Regions from separate parts of the Sus scrofa genome. Here region 2 is linked to region 1. A link is a contact called in public Hi-C data. All regions are on one chromosome and are shown on one strand. Each heading gives the region's core, a stretch centred on a gene start, on an enhancer-like site or on the middle of the called end of the contact. The rest is flanking DNA. Distances are from core to core; before and after follow the strand shown. Region 1 has its middle 18 kb from the start of SAA2. Region 2 holds the start of LOC102165880 (60S ribosomal protein L4-like).

Region 1 (4,256 bases), core at 767-3,266:
GCTTAAGTTTTTTTCATTGACAAGGCCCTCTATGACTTGTTCCCAGTTTCAGCCCAAGTTTGTCTTTCATCCTGAGCTCTGTTTTTTATTTTTTGTTGTTGTTCGTTGTTACTGTTTTTTTATTATTTAATTAAATAATTAATTTTTTTTTTTTTTGCTTTTTAGGGCCCCACCCGCAGCATATGGAGGTTCCCAGGCTAGGGGTCAAATCAGAGCTACAGCTGTGGGCCTATGTCACAGCCACAGCAATGCCAGATCTGGGCCATGTCTTCGACCTACACCACAGCTCATGGCAACATCAGATCCTTTACCCACTGAGCAAAGCCAGGGATCGAACCCACATCCTCATGGATCTTAGTCGGATTCGTTAACCACTAAGCCACAACGGGAACTCCTACTGCTTTTTTTTAAATAGAAGTATAATTGATTTTTTAATTGAAGTATAATTGATTTACAATGTTGTTTGTTTCTGCTGTACAGCAAAGTGATTCAGTTATAATTATATAAAATTATTAAAATATAAAAATCAGTTATAATTTTTCATATTCTTTTCCATTCTGGCTTATTATAGGATATTGAATATAGTTCCCTATGCTCTACATCATGTCTGCCAACCCCCAACTCCTAATTTATCCCTTCCCTACCTCCTTTTCCCTTTGGTAACTATAAGTTTGTTTTCTTTGTGAGTCTGTCTGTGTTTTACAAATAAGATCATTTTATCATATTTTAGATTCCTCGATTAAGTGTTATTTGGTGTTTGTCCTCTTTCTGACTTCATTTTGTATGACAATCTTTAGGTCCAACCATGTTGCTGCAAATGCCATTATTTCATTCTTTTTATGGAAGGGTAGTATTCCATTGCTCATATGTACCACATCTTCTTTCTTTTTTCTCCCCCTAGGGCCGCATCTGCGGCACGTGGAGGTTCCCAGGCTAGGGGTCTAATCGGAGCTGTAGCTGCCAGCCTATGCCAGAGCAACGCCAAATCTGAGCCTCATTTGCAGCCTACACCACAGCTATGGCAATGCCAGATCCCCGACCCACTGAGCAAGGCCAGGGATCGAACCTGCAACCCTGTGGTTCCTAGTTGGATTCATTAATCACTGAGCCATGATGGGAACTCCAATACCATATCTTCTTAATACTTTCACTTGCTGATGGACATTTAGGTTGCTTCCATGTCTTAGCTATTGTAAACAGTGCTGTTATGGACGCTGGGGTGCACGTACCTTTTTGAATTAGACTTCTCTCCAGATATATGCCAGGAGTGGGATTGCTGGATTGCATGGTAACTCTATTTTTAGGTTGTTTTTTTTTTTTTAATTTTTATTTAAATTTTTTCCTGCTATACAGCATGGGGACCAAGTTACACTTACATGTATACTATTTTTAGTTTTTAAAGGAACCTCCATACTGTTTTCCATAGTGGCTGCACCAATTTACATTCTCTCTAGCAGTGTGAGAGGGTTCCTTTCCCCCACATCCTCTCCAGCATTTGTTATTTGTAGGCTTTTTAATGATGGGCATTCTGACTGGTATGAGGTGATACCTCATTGTAGTTCTGATTTGTATTTCTCTAATAATTAGCAACGTCAAGCATCTTTTTCATGTGCCTATTGACCATCTTCTTTGGAAAAATGTCTATTTAGGTCTTCTGCCCATTTTTTGATTGGGTTCTTTTTCTTTTTTTAATATTGAGCTGCATGAGCTGTTTGTGTAGTTTGGAAATTAAGCCCTTGGTTGCATATTTTGCAAATATTTTCTCCCATTCTGTAGGTTGTCTTTTTGTTTTGTTTATGGTTTCCTTTCTGTGCAAAAGCTGAGAAGTTTGATTAGGTCCCATTTGTTTTATTTTATTTTTTACTTTTATTTCTGTTGCCTTGGGAGACTGACCTAAGAAAACATTGCCACAGTTTACTTCCAAGAATGTCCTGTCAGTGTTCTCTTCTAGGCCTGAGTTCTCTGCTCTTGGACATGCTCTGCCTTGCACTCTGGTTATGCCCCTGCTCCACTCTGACCTGCCCTGCCCTTTGCCCCAGCCAGGGCCCAGCTGCTGAGGTTCCGCCAGAGTTCTGTCCCTTCAGGTTCCATGTCACCTTGTTTTGTTTCATTTTTATTGTAAATACAGATAACATAAAATTTGCCATCTTAACCATCTTGTTGCACAACAAGGGGCTGAAATCACCTGTCATGTCAAGAACAGGAGGAACTTTAGAGCAAGGTCAGAGCAAACGCAGCTTTTCCCACCCCTTCAGTTAGAAGAAATCTGGATCCTGTGAAACTTCCCGAGTAAAATTACAGAATTACGACACGGTGCTGCTGTGTGGAGGTGATGAGCCTGGAGTTTCCAGTCAACTCGGGTCTAGTGGATCAAACACAAACCACAAGAAGGGCCTGGAAAATTCCTGCTTGGCATTTCTTCCCAGAGGGTTCAGAAAAATGCTAAGTGTGGACACCATGTCCTCAATACAGAGGTTGTTTTCTCAGATGGTATTTTCCCCTCTTGCCCAGGTAATATGTTATCCCAGAAGAGGCGACTCTGAGTCAGTCTGCATATTCAAGTTGATAGATTCTTCTAGTGATCTAGGCTTTATTTGAACTTGATATTTGTAGGTAGAGCCTGGGTTTATGACATTATGTCAGTGTCCTTAATCCCTTGGCTATGTAGCTTTTCCTAGTAAACTGCCCGTCTCCCTGGCGTGAGGCCCTGTGCCATCATGCAGAGCCCTGTGTTTGGTTAAATCTCGGAATTTTTAATAATTCCTGAACAAGGTCCCCACATTTTATTTGGCACTGGGACCCACACGTTATATAACTGATCCTGGTAGATCTGAGGTGGAGCTTGAGATTTTTGCATTTCTGACAGAATTCCAGGTGACAGTCTCTCAGCCTGGTCTGTTCTCAGTTTATTTAGGCTTAAGTAAACTTTCTTTGGAGAAAGAGCTTTCCCTGAGAGGTGCCTGGGAACTTGACTCCAACAGGGTCAAACATGAGCTCAGGCTATCTGGTTCACCTCATCTAGTGTTACTGGGTGCTGATTGGAGTAGCCTTTATTATTATTATTTTAATTGATGGATAACACTATATTAGTTTCAGGTATATAACATAATGATTTGATGCCTGTATGTATTGTGAAATGATCACCACAATATGTCGAATTAACATTCATTACAATCCATTTTTTTCTTGTGATGAAAACTTTGACATACTTACATGTGGAATCTAAAATAATACAAACTTGGGAGTTCCCATCATGGCTCAGCAAAAATGAACCCAACTAGTATCCATGAGAATGTAGGTTTGATCCCTGGCCTCGCTCAGTGGGTTAAGGATCTGATGTTGCCATGAGCTGTGGTGTAGGTTGCAGACATGGCTCGGATCCTGCGATGCTGTGGCTGTGGCGTAGACCAGCAGCTGCAGCTCCGATTTGACCCCTGGCCTGAGAGCTTCCATATGCTGTGGGTGCAGCCCTAAAAAGCAAAAATAAAATAAGTAAAACAAACTTGAATATGACAAAAAAGAAACAGAGTCACAGACATGGAGAACCAGTTAGTGGTTATCAGTGGGAGAGGGAAGGGGGAAAGGGCACAATAGGGATAGGGGATTGAGAAGTATAAACTACTATATATGAAATAAACAAGCTACAAGGATGCACAGGGATATAGCCAATATTTTGTAATAACTATAAATGCAGTATAACCTTTAAAAACTGAATCACTGGAGTGCCCGTTGTGGCGCAGTGGTTAACGAATCCGACTAGGAACCATGAGGTTGCGGGTTCGGTCCCTGCCCTTGCTCAGTGGGTTAAGATCCGGCGTTGCCGTGAGCTGTGGTGTAGGTTGCAGACGCGGCTTGGATCCAGAGTTGCTGTGGCTGTGGCGTAGGCCGGTGGCTACAGCTCCAATTCGAGCCCTAGCCTGGGAACCTCCATATGCCGCGGGAGCAGCCCAAGAAATAGCAAAAAAGACAAAAACAAAACAAAACAAAACTGAGTCGCTGTGTTGTACATCTGAAACTGATACAATATTGTGCATCAACTATGTCTCAATTTAAAAAATTTTAGAAAGGGATTCAGGGTGGCTCAGTGGGTTAAGGACCCGCCGTTGTCACTGCTGTGCTTCGGGTTGGATCCCTGGCCTAGGAACTTTGGTATGCAGAGGGTGCAACCAAAAAATAAATAATAACAAATTCTCTAGATTATTTACATGTTCAATAAGTGTTTGTTAAAATCCTATTATGTGTTGGATACTTTGCTT
Region 2 (4,032 bases), core at 701-3,200, 54 kb after region 1:
TTAACTTCAAATTTTATGAGTTTTCCTTTGTTTTATATAGTGAAATATTATTGTTCTATTCTCCTGCTCTGACCGTTTTTGGCTGTGTGACCTTGAATATATTACTAAACCTCTCTGAAAAAAAAAAAGAAATGAAAATTAGGAACCCCATGTGTAAATAAACTATTAGTTATTATGGTATCTAATGAGAAACCTTGGGAGAAAGGAATAAATATTTTGAATTTCCAAAATACTGTGCCAGCTCTCAGAAGGGCAAGTTAGCAGGGAACACTCTGTGAGACTAGAGGAGGAGGCAATTCTCTGAGCCTAAGACCCCTGAACTGAAAGATACGTTATTATGTATACACCACCAAGAAAAATGCTACCATTTAAATTTAGACAATGTTTTCTAATCATTCTGAATTTTTATTTTACACTTTTTTTTTTTTTTTTTTTTTTTTTTTTTTGCTGCTTTGATCAGGTCCTTATTTAAAATTAGCTGTTCGGGAGTTCCCGTCATGGCTCAGCGGTTAACAAACCTGACTAGCATCCATGAGGTTACGGGTTTGATCCCTGGGCTCACTCAGTGGGTTAAGGGTCCAGCGTTGCTGTGAACTGTGAACTCTGACTGTAGGTCAAAGACGAGGCTCGGATCCTGCCTTGCTATGGCCGTGGTGTAGGCTGGTGGCTACAGCTCTGATTCAACTCCTAGCCTGGGAACCTCCATGTGCCACGGATGTGGCCCTTAAAAGAGAAGAAGGCAAAAAATAAAGTAAAATAATAACATAAAATAAGCTGTCCAAAATGATCTGACCTTTACGGAATACACCAATTTAAGTTTCGCGTCAGCCTTCTTTTTTTTCTGTGTTGGGTTTCTTTTCAGATGCTGGTTTCTTGGTCACTGCAACCTTTCTTTTTTCCCCCACCAAAGGCTTCTTACGGCCGACGGGCTTCAATCCTTTCTTTCCTACCAGAGGCTTCTTGCCTGGAACCCCCTTCTCATCTGATTTGGCCTCCAGTGCTGTGGCTGCCTTATCCATCAGGATTTTGTGGATCTTGGCCTGGTGCAGAATGGTGTTCTGGCATGTGGGCTTTGCATACAGGTTTAGCTTCAAATAATTCTCAGGGTTTTCAGTGGCTTCTTCCTCAGGACGCTGTGATGAATCTTCTTGCTTGGTGCTCAGGGGAGGGGGGGTGTCAGGGGGCAGGGCTCTTTGGCTCTCTGGGCTTTTCATGATTCTGCTAAGGTCTGTGTTGAGCATCTTGTGTGAGGAGCTTGTAGTTACTCTTGAGGGAGGCAACGTTACACTAAGTGCCACAGAGCTTGTCTAACATGCGGAAAGCACTTTCAGTCCAAAGGCAGAAATGTCCCACGTACCCACCAGGAGCAAGTTTCAAAATGTTCAGTTTGCTTACATTAAGTCAGGCAATTCCAGGGATGTTTCTGAAGGCCTTGATGATACCTTGTCCTCATTATAGACGATGCAGGGGTCCCTGTGCTCCATACGGCATCAGTTTCTCATCTGGTCTCTGCCAGCTCTCATTCACTGAGAGGTGTAAAACTTTTTGATATCATTCCTGGCCTCCAGTTTCTTCAGACGCAAAACAGCCTCCTTGGTCTTCTTGTAGTCTTCAACTTTATCTTCCACCACCAAAGGAAGTTCAAGAACTTCCTCAATACGATGAACTTCAGATATCGTAAGGCCAAGGCAGCCAAGGTAGAGCAGACGGCATATCTCTTCTGCATTGTGTTCACTCTGAGGTGCCAGTGTCGCCAGGTCTTGGTTGGCACAAACATGCGGCCCGCATGATACCTATTTCCAAAAGCACTCTGGCCAGCATGGTAATCCTGCCACCTCAAACCCTGGGAGTTTGAACCCCAGCTCTGCCAGTAGCCTAAGACTCAGCGCTGGTTTGATGACCTGCTAATTCACTGACAGTCTAGGGCTTCTGTTGTTTTTGCACAAGTTGGTGGGAACAAAGTTCACCATAGCTGGTCAAAAGGGAGCCTTGAACACGGAAGGCACAGTGCCATTTTTACGCAATGATCCCTCCTCTTCAGGGTACACTGATATCAGTGGGCAGGCCCACACTATGGCGAGGAGAGGAGAAGGCCACACTCCTCGAAACCCAGCTCCCACAGGAAAAGCTATTTTACACTTTTGGAAAGAGTTCGTTTAGACTTAGACATCGATCTTAATCTTACATCACTCTTGTGCATAAACAAAAAGGAAAGCATGCACAGAGTCAATCCTAAAGCAATGATAACCATTTCATGAGTGCTGCTTGGTCATCTGTGAATGCAAAACACATCCTAATTGTAGAAATTTATAATCAAGAAATCTATGCCTTTGGAGTTCCCGTTGCGATGCAGTGAAAATGAATCTGACTAGGAACCATGAGGTCGAGGATTTGATCCCTGGCCTTGCTCAGTGGGTTAAGGGTGTTGCCATGAGCTGTGGTGTAGGTCGCAGACGAGGCTCGAATCCTGCGTTGCTGTGGTTGTGGCTGTGGCTGTGGTGTAGGCCAGCAGATGTAGCTCTGATTTGACCCTTAGCCTGGGAGCCTCCTTATGCTGTGGGTGCGGCCCTAAAAAGAAAAAAAAAAATCTATGCCTTAGAAGAGATGAAATAGGATATTTCTATTTATTTATTTATTTATGGATATTTCAATTTAAACCTACATAGTTTTTCTCTCTCACACTATGTTTACTGAGAAGAAATAACAAGCTTTGAGCTATCATTAATCATAAAATCTAAAAAAATCTCAGAATATAAGCTTTGTCCTTGAAGCATGTGATAACCCTAAACTTGAGAAACACTGTAGGGTTTTCCTGCTCTATGAAAACATTGATTGTGAGACGTGGAATTTGTTCACGTACTATGATAAGCCTCGGGCAGTTGACTCGTGGCTGTATCCATCTAGACTTCTTTGTGTGTGTGTGTGTGAGTGTGTGTGTGTGTCTTTTTAGGGCCACACCCATGTCATAAGGAAGTTCCCAGGCTAGGGGTCGAATCACTGCTGCCCCTCCTCAGCTTGGGAGCTTATGGGACCCGGCCCTTCTTCCTGGATACCCTCTCTAGGACGTGGGGTACTTAGAAACACATTGTCCTCAGCTGTGGGTGACGGGAAAGAAGCATCACTCAACTGCCTGGTTTTCACACTTGGGTGCAAAGGGAGCTCTTTCACAATTCTCTAATTTCCCAGGTTCAATTTTTGAAATCTGTAATTACGAGAAAGATGATCCAGGTCCTCTCTGAGAACAGTGGGCTTAGTGTACACACACATTTATCATCCACGGAGCCCTGTCAAACCACATTGTTTAAAACAAGTTTGCAAAATCTCCCATCAATGACCCGCTTATATGTTCCTGACAGATCCGGGCAAATGCACATGAGGTCCAGGCTGGGCCAGCCTGCCTCGTGCCTGAACACGCTGGCCTGGAAGGGAGCCACGGTACACAGAGCCTTCCTTTCTCTCTGCAGAAGGACTTAGGACTGCTCAAAACAGAGTCTAATGCAGAACCTCTAAAAGCCTCAATTCTCCTTTCTGCTATAGATGCCTATGGAACTGGTTCATCCTTCTAGTCACTATTTGACACCTATTTAATCATCCCCCCAGTAGGTGGCAGGTAATTTCCTGGGCCCTGGGAATACAAGTTAGACAAGGTCAGTGCTCTCTTGTGGGTAACATTCCACTGGGAGAGGTATTATTAAGCTAATTAGTATTTAAATTGAATTAAAATATACTATACACATATTTGTTTATGTGCCATATGGCTGCCAAGTGCAGGTGGCAGCTCTATAACTTATGGCTAAGAATCCAAACCCTTAATCCACAGATTAGTTTGAATTTCAGCTTTGCCACAAACTTTGTAGTAGATAAGGGTAGTAACATGCAAAAATGATTATGATAAACTGTAAAGTGAAAAAGCAGAACATAAAACAATAGGCATTATTCCTCCTGTCTTTGTATACATATTCATATGTACATATTCTTTTTTTTTTTTTTTTTTTATCTTTTGCTTTTTCTAGGGCCGCTCCTGTGGCATAT

The links. Hi-C and Micro-C count contacts between places; a contact is called where the count stands out from the background.
Region 2: a Hi-C map of liver shows a contact between it and region 1, with 3 times the contacts expected there. The contact joins the promoter of LOC102165880 here to the enhancer-like site in region 1. A contact is called at or near these places in 1 of 5 promoter capture datasets (liver), 25 of 47 Hi-C or Micro-C datasets (alveolar macrophages, blood, differentiating spermatogonia and 13 more) and 1 of 2 datasets of contacts at active chromatin or transcription factors (alveolar macrophages).

Annotation. Positions count from the first base shown.
Region 1 is chr2:40,953,110-40,957,365 of Sscrofa11.1, forward strand. No RefSeq gene overlaps it. Among named protein-coding and RNA genes, the nearest start is that of SAA2, 18 kb to the right of the region's middle. Within about 2 kb of position 2,017, at least 1 of the 83 cell types and tissues checked has an H3K27ac peak or open chromatin away from gene starts, as enhancers often do. A contact at or near this core is called in liver, where this site is marked.
Region 2 is chr2:41,007,043-41,011,074 of Sscrofa11.1, forward strand. It overlaps LOC102165880 (60S ribosomal protein L4-like), which reads right to left and starts at 1,951. Exons shown (of 1, transcript XM_013994507.2): 1 at 708-1,951. The coding sequence starts at 1,241. The coding sequence ends at 825.